2 separate regions of the Anas platyrhynchos genome follow, and region 2 is linked to region 1. The links are chromatin contacts, called in public Hi-C maps. All regions are on one chromosome and are shown on one strand. The core of a region is the stretch at or near the end of the contact, and the rest is flanking DNA. Distances in the headings are between cores, read along the strand shown.

Region 1 (2,741 bases), core at 98-2,597:
TTTGTAGGTCTGAGTGTGGGCAGCCAGGCGTTTGGCTGACTCAGCTGCAGTTCTGAACATGTTTGTGCTTTTCTTTGTGCAGGCCATGGAAGCAGACAAGAGTGACTCGTGGTTTGCTGCGCAAAAGAAGAAGAAGGCGTCTGCTTAGCTGGAGAAAGAGGCAGGACTGGCTGGTCATTCGTGCCTTGGTTTTTGTCTGAGCAAAATGCCGATCATCTGTGACGTGTTGCATTGCCCCTTCCAGTGGGAGGATGCAGTGATGTCCCATCATTTTTTTTGTTTGTTTTAGGCTTGTATCTCTTGTTGTTGCTCTCTCCTTTCAAGCAAATGTCATGTGCTCCTTCATACATGGGTGAAAATTAAGGAATAGGTTGGGCATGTGGCTTCCAAACAGGAGCCATCAGAACCTTACGTATTTCTAGTGTGATTATACTTGAAAAACAGCTTGCTAGGTTAATTAGAATATCCACTTCTGTAATTAATGAGCTTTAGCTGTCCCGATTTGTGGTTTAGGGCAGGGGCTTTCAGGCAGCCATTGCAAAGACCCTGCTTTGGTGGTGAGGTGCCAGGTGAGGGGAGGGGCTGCTCGTGGACCACTCGAGCACTTTGGCCATCAGAGAGAACGCCTCCCTGAGAGCACAGTCATTGTCTTGTTGAAGCATGCGGCTCTGCTGGTCTGAAACAAACAGCAGCTCCATGCCAAGCTGTTCCCCAGCTTTCAAGGTGAGGTGTTCGCTTGAGAAGCCTGTGGTGGATCTCGCTGTGCTGCACGAGGTTGCTCTGGGCTCCTGTGTATGTCAGCATGAGGAGCATCTCGGGTTCCAGGCGTGTAACCATCAAGTGTGTTCTGCCGGGGCGCCAGCAGGCGGCTCAAAATAAGTATATAATAGTTTTGTAATTAGCTTTGATGTGGAATTATCCTCGGAAATAACAGTCCAAGGGTTATTTCATCAGAATGAAATCGGCTTTTCCTAGTGGAACAAGAATGGGGGGTGCAGGGGGGGATTACCCACACGGTGCGTGTCGGGGGTGCTGCCTGGCTTTTAACTTTTCTTGGAGAAAGCCTTCAGTTTCATGGAAAAAGCAGACAAAATCAACAGCATTAGCAATCACTGAGACACAGTGCCTGTAGCAAATGAGTTTAAAGGGGGGAGGAATGCCCTCGATGTGATTTTGGTATGTTTTTGATGCAGTTGGCTGAACCACAGCCTGATCAGGCTGAGCCTGAACTGTGCAATCGGCCTTTACATGAATAAAAAGTGATTCGTGACGAGGCTGCGCCTCCTGTCCTTCCAGCCCCCCGCCGCGCCCTTTTAGGGCAGCTTTCCCCTAAATTCGGCCTCGACGCCTTAAAGCAACCCAAAATCCCTTTGGGGGGGGGGGGGCGAGCAGCGCCTCCTCCCCGCCGCCAGGAGCCGCTGCGGGCCGGCAGCCGCCGGGGGGGGGGGCGCCTGCTTTGGCTGCCCGCAGCGCCGCCGCCATGGAGCCAGGTGGGAGAGGGGGACACGGGGGGATCCCTGGGGGGGTTGGGGGTACCGGGGGGGCTCGGTTAACCTTGCGCCGCGTGTCTCCGCAGGACCCTGGGGCGTGTGCGAGGAGATGGCCATCCTGCACGGTGCCTTCCTGCTGGCCTCCAGGCTCGTCCAGCCGCGGGCGCTGAGCGAGCTGCGCAAAGGCGAGTGGGCGCTGGTGGGGCCCCCCATCACCGACGCCCTGAAGGAGATCGGTGCCCGCTGCCCTTCCCCACCGCAGGGCAGCCTCTGGAAGAAGGAGGCCGTGGCCGTCGTCTGGGCCAAGGTGCTGCTGCCTGCCCCCCCCGCCGCCTTGCTGGACCAGGAGTGGAGGGAAGATGCGTTTTTCTCGGTGGGCAGGATGATCCCCGACGTGAACCACACCGTCCTGTTCGAGCTGGTCAAAGCCCTCGGTGAGCCCCGGCATTTTGTGCAGCTGCTGCTGGCGCTGCCCCACGCCGTGCGCCGCAACGAGCTGCAGCGCTTGGTGCAGTACGTCGCAAGCGAGACGTCCCCGTCGGACATCAGGTTCTTGCTGGACGTCTGGTGGGAGATGATGAGACACGAGGAGGGGCAGGAAGACAGAACAGTCTCTACGTTCAGCGCCCTCGTGCATCAGCATGGGGGTGAGTCCTCTCCGGATGATGGTCTTCAGCCCCCGAAGAGGTTCAAGGGTGACCCTGGCTCTCTGAGTGGCTCTCCTGCTGCCACCAGCCTGCTAATGGTGCTGGTAGAAGGGCTAAAGGAAACCTACAGGAGCATTGCCCAGCCCCGCATGAAGTGCTGTGCTTTGGCCAACCTGGTGGAGCTGCTGTCGGCGTTCAGCGAGCTGGCAGCAGAGGGCAGCCCCCTCCCTGTCACGGAGTACCTGGAGAAGGTCAGCTCGGTGGTCAGCCTCTGGAGCAGCGACGCTGAAAGCCAGTACCACCACAGGGCGCTGGATGAACAGGTGAAGGAGGCTGAGAGAAGCGTGAGCTTCTCGTCCCTGGCCAAGCTCTCACGTGAGGAACTCTTTGTGGGTTTGGACTTTCTCTGCAGCTTGCTGCATGCCTGGGGAGAGGAGCTGCAGGGCATCCTGAGCAGCTTGGAGGATCCCTGCTATGAGAGCTACCGGCTCCTCGATGCTCTTACTGCCTTTAGGAAGAACCTGGTTTGCTTCTCTGAGAACAGAGGCCTGAGTAAGGATGAGATGCACAAAGCGATCGAGCTGGCACAGACCATTGAGGACTT
Region 2 (2,741 bases), core at 105-2,604, 160 kb before region 1:
GAGGTTTGGTTTACAAAGAAAAATAATTTTTAATGACCTTCAGCCACCTTTTCCCTGATGTTGTCAACACTTGCAATTTGCAAAACCTTTAGTTTAAGTAAAAAAAAAAAAAAAAAGCCACGATGTGACACGGCACCTCTATTTTTCCCAGCAACTTGATTTTGCAGAGTATCAAAAACACTCTGTGTCACTGTTATGTTATCGCTGCATTTTTAGTATACAAAACTTCCATTTTGGTTTTTATTTAACTCTTATGATTGCTTTTTTTCCTTGAACTTGTGCAAAAAATCACTTTGCAAAGAAATCATCTCCAATGTTCAGAGTATCTTGATTGACTAGCAAGTGTTATACTGTTGCAATATTTGATTGTATAGAGACACTGTATTATCTATAAGAAAAAAAAAGCAAAAAAGGCTGTGTATAGGTTTTTGGTACTATGTACCACCTCTTATTTCTCTCATGCCCAAGTATTCGTGTACTTAAAGCATACTATATTTAATTGTGTTTTGATTTAAAATATATAAATATTAAAACTTGTGTCAATTTTCTGTTTTGATGGGATTTGAGTTTACATGTTTTTTAAAGGTGGGTCTTATGGGTTCATAAAAAAAACAAAAAACACCTGAAATGTTTGTCCTTGGTACATTTGCAAACGCTAATTAATCTTGTAATGGGATGACGTAGTATACTAAGAATCATTTCAATAAATTCTAGGGCTTGATCAGAAATACTTTTGGAACAAAAAGCAGGGAGAAATGGCTGGCAAGGTCCCATCTCACTCATGGGACCAGCCTGCTCCTCCAGGGTGCACAGACATGGCCTTGGGAGCTGTCACTGACTGGCTGAGCTCTTGCTTTGGGTAATTTCTCTAAGCTGTTTTGTTTGAATGGTGGCGAACTGGTAAGACAGTATTCTGTGGTTGGTTTGGTTTCCCTCTTCTGTGTGTAGGCAGTATTGAATTTTGATAGAGTGCTGGAGGCTACGGACACCTGATGCTTGCCATGCTTGTCACTGGTTTGTGCTGGGTGGGACAGGAGATGCTGTATTTCTTGCTGTGTTTTGCATAGCAGGGTTGAGTCTCTGTCCTTGGTGCGGAGCCCATGGAGCCAGTGTTTTTTTATGGCGGATAAAACACTCCACTCTGCAGCCCAGCCCTCCTACTAACACGGGCAAGGCACAGGCTGCAGAATTACTTTATTTTTGTACACGACAATGTAACAATCTAGGAGCCTCCTTACGCTTTTACAGCGTTACGTGTGAGAAAGGTATTAAAAAAGCATCTCGGTGGCCACTACCGGGAAAGCCATGACCGGCGGGGACCGAGTCCGTGCTCAGGGGGGTCTCGAACCTGCGTTTCCCCGAGCCCCCGCCGGCCGCCGGGGGGCAGCAGCGCCGCGCCCGGCTCCCCCCGGTCCCGCCCCGGCGGCGCGGCCGCTTCCGGCGCACGCGGGCAGCAGCGCGCACATGGCGGTGAGGGGGGCACCGGGGGGGGACGGGGCGCTCCGGGACCCCCTGGCTGCTGTGGGGGTCCCCCGTAGGGCCCCGTCCCTCGGAGGGGTGCTCGCTAAGGGGGGCCGCTACCGGCCCGGCGTGGGGCGTCTGGGCCCCGCCGTGCCCCCGGGCTGTGCTGCCGGGGTCCCGGTGCTGAGCCCGCTGTCCCGCAGGGCGCGGCGCCTCCCGAGGACGTGGAGCGGCTCCTGATCCAGTTCCGCGATGAATCCGGGGAGCCCCTGGGGTCCCCCTTCGATGTCCCGCTCCGCATCACGCCGGGAGAGCTGCAGCTGGTGTGCAACGCGCTGCTGCAGGAGGTGAGGCCGGGGGGCACCGGGCGTCCCGGCACCTGGGCTGCCCCGCGCTATCGCTCCTGCCCCTTCTCTTGCAGGACGAACCGGTGCCCTTGGCCTTCTTCTTCCGCGATGCCGAGATCGTGGTGTCGCTGGAGAAGACCTTGGCGGGGCAGGCGGTGGAGACAGAGAAGGTGCTGGACATCGTCTACCAGCCGCAGGCGGTGTTCAGGGTGCGGGCAGTGACCCGCTGCACCAGCTCCCTGGAGGGGCACACTGAGGCTGTCATCTCCGTCGCCTTCAGCCCCACGGGAAAGTACGAGGGGCTGGGTGCAGGCGGGGGGCTCGGGGCAAGGCAGGGTCACCGTGCTGAGCCTGGCTCTTTCTCCTGTCGCAGGTACCTGGCGAGTGGCTCTGGAGACACCACGGTCCGCTTCTGGGACCTCAGCACGGAGACGCCGCAGTTCACAGCCAAAGGTGGGTGTGGGGTGTGCCAGGGGGCGGCTCCTGAAGGCCCGCAGGGATCCTTCCCCCTGCCCAGGGGGACACAGAGCAGCCCTTGGGTGCTGTGCCAGCCACATGGCACCTTCCCTTGGAGGGGAGTTGCTCTCTTCCACTACTGAAGTGAAGAAAGGATGAGGAACATGCAGGATTTTCTTTTGTCCTGGGAGTGCTGCGTGCTGGGGCCAGGTCGGTGCAGCTCTCCGCTCACTCTTGCTCACGCTTTCTCTGCCAGGCCACCGACACTGGGTGCTCAGCATCGCCTGGTCTCCTGACGGCAAGAAGTTGGCCTCGGGCTGCAAGAACAGCCAGGTGGGTGCTGGCTCCGTGGTCCCGTGGTGCCCCAGCAGCTGGGCTGGGGGGAATCTGGGGGAGTGCAGAGTGGCCTTGCCCAGGAGACCCTGTGCAGCTCTGGTCTGAAGCAAAACGCAGCCTGCAAAGTGAGTGCCAGGGGCT

The links. A called contact is a pair of places that touch in the nucleus more often than the background predicts.
Region 2: a Hi-C map of subcutaneous adipose tissue shows a contact between it and region 1, with 2.9 times the contacts expected there. The contact joins the promoter of NLE1 here to the promoter of GEMIN4 in region 1. A contact is called at or near these places in 3 of 8 Hi-C or Micro-C datasets (liver, skeletal muscle and subcutaneous adipose tissue).

Annotation. Positions count from the first base shown.
Region 1 is chr20:3,684,620-3,687,360 of IASCAAS_PekinDuck_T2T, reverse strand. It overlaps GEMIN4 (gem nuclear organelle associated protein 4), which reads left to right and starts at 1,347. Exons shown (of 3, transcript XR_005260262.2): 1 at 1,347-1,490; 2 at 1,577-2,741. It overlaps GLOD4 (glyoxalase domain containing 4), which reads left to right. Exons shown (of 9, transcript XM_005011869.4): 9 at 83-1,274. The coding sequence ends at 148.
Region 2 is chr20:3,842,346-3,845,086 of IASCAAS_PekinDuck_T2T, reverse strand. NLE1 (notchless homolog 1) reads left to right here and starts at 1,354. Exons shown (of 13, transcript XM_027472682.3): 1 at 1,354-1,470; 2 at 1,665-1,808; 3 at 1,883-2,100; 4 at 2,182-2,261; 5 at 2,521-2,597. The coding sequence starts at 1,465. AKAP10 (A-kinase anchoring protein 10) reads left to right here. Exons shown (of 14, transcript XM_027472678.3): 14 at 1-537.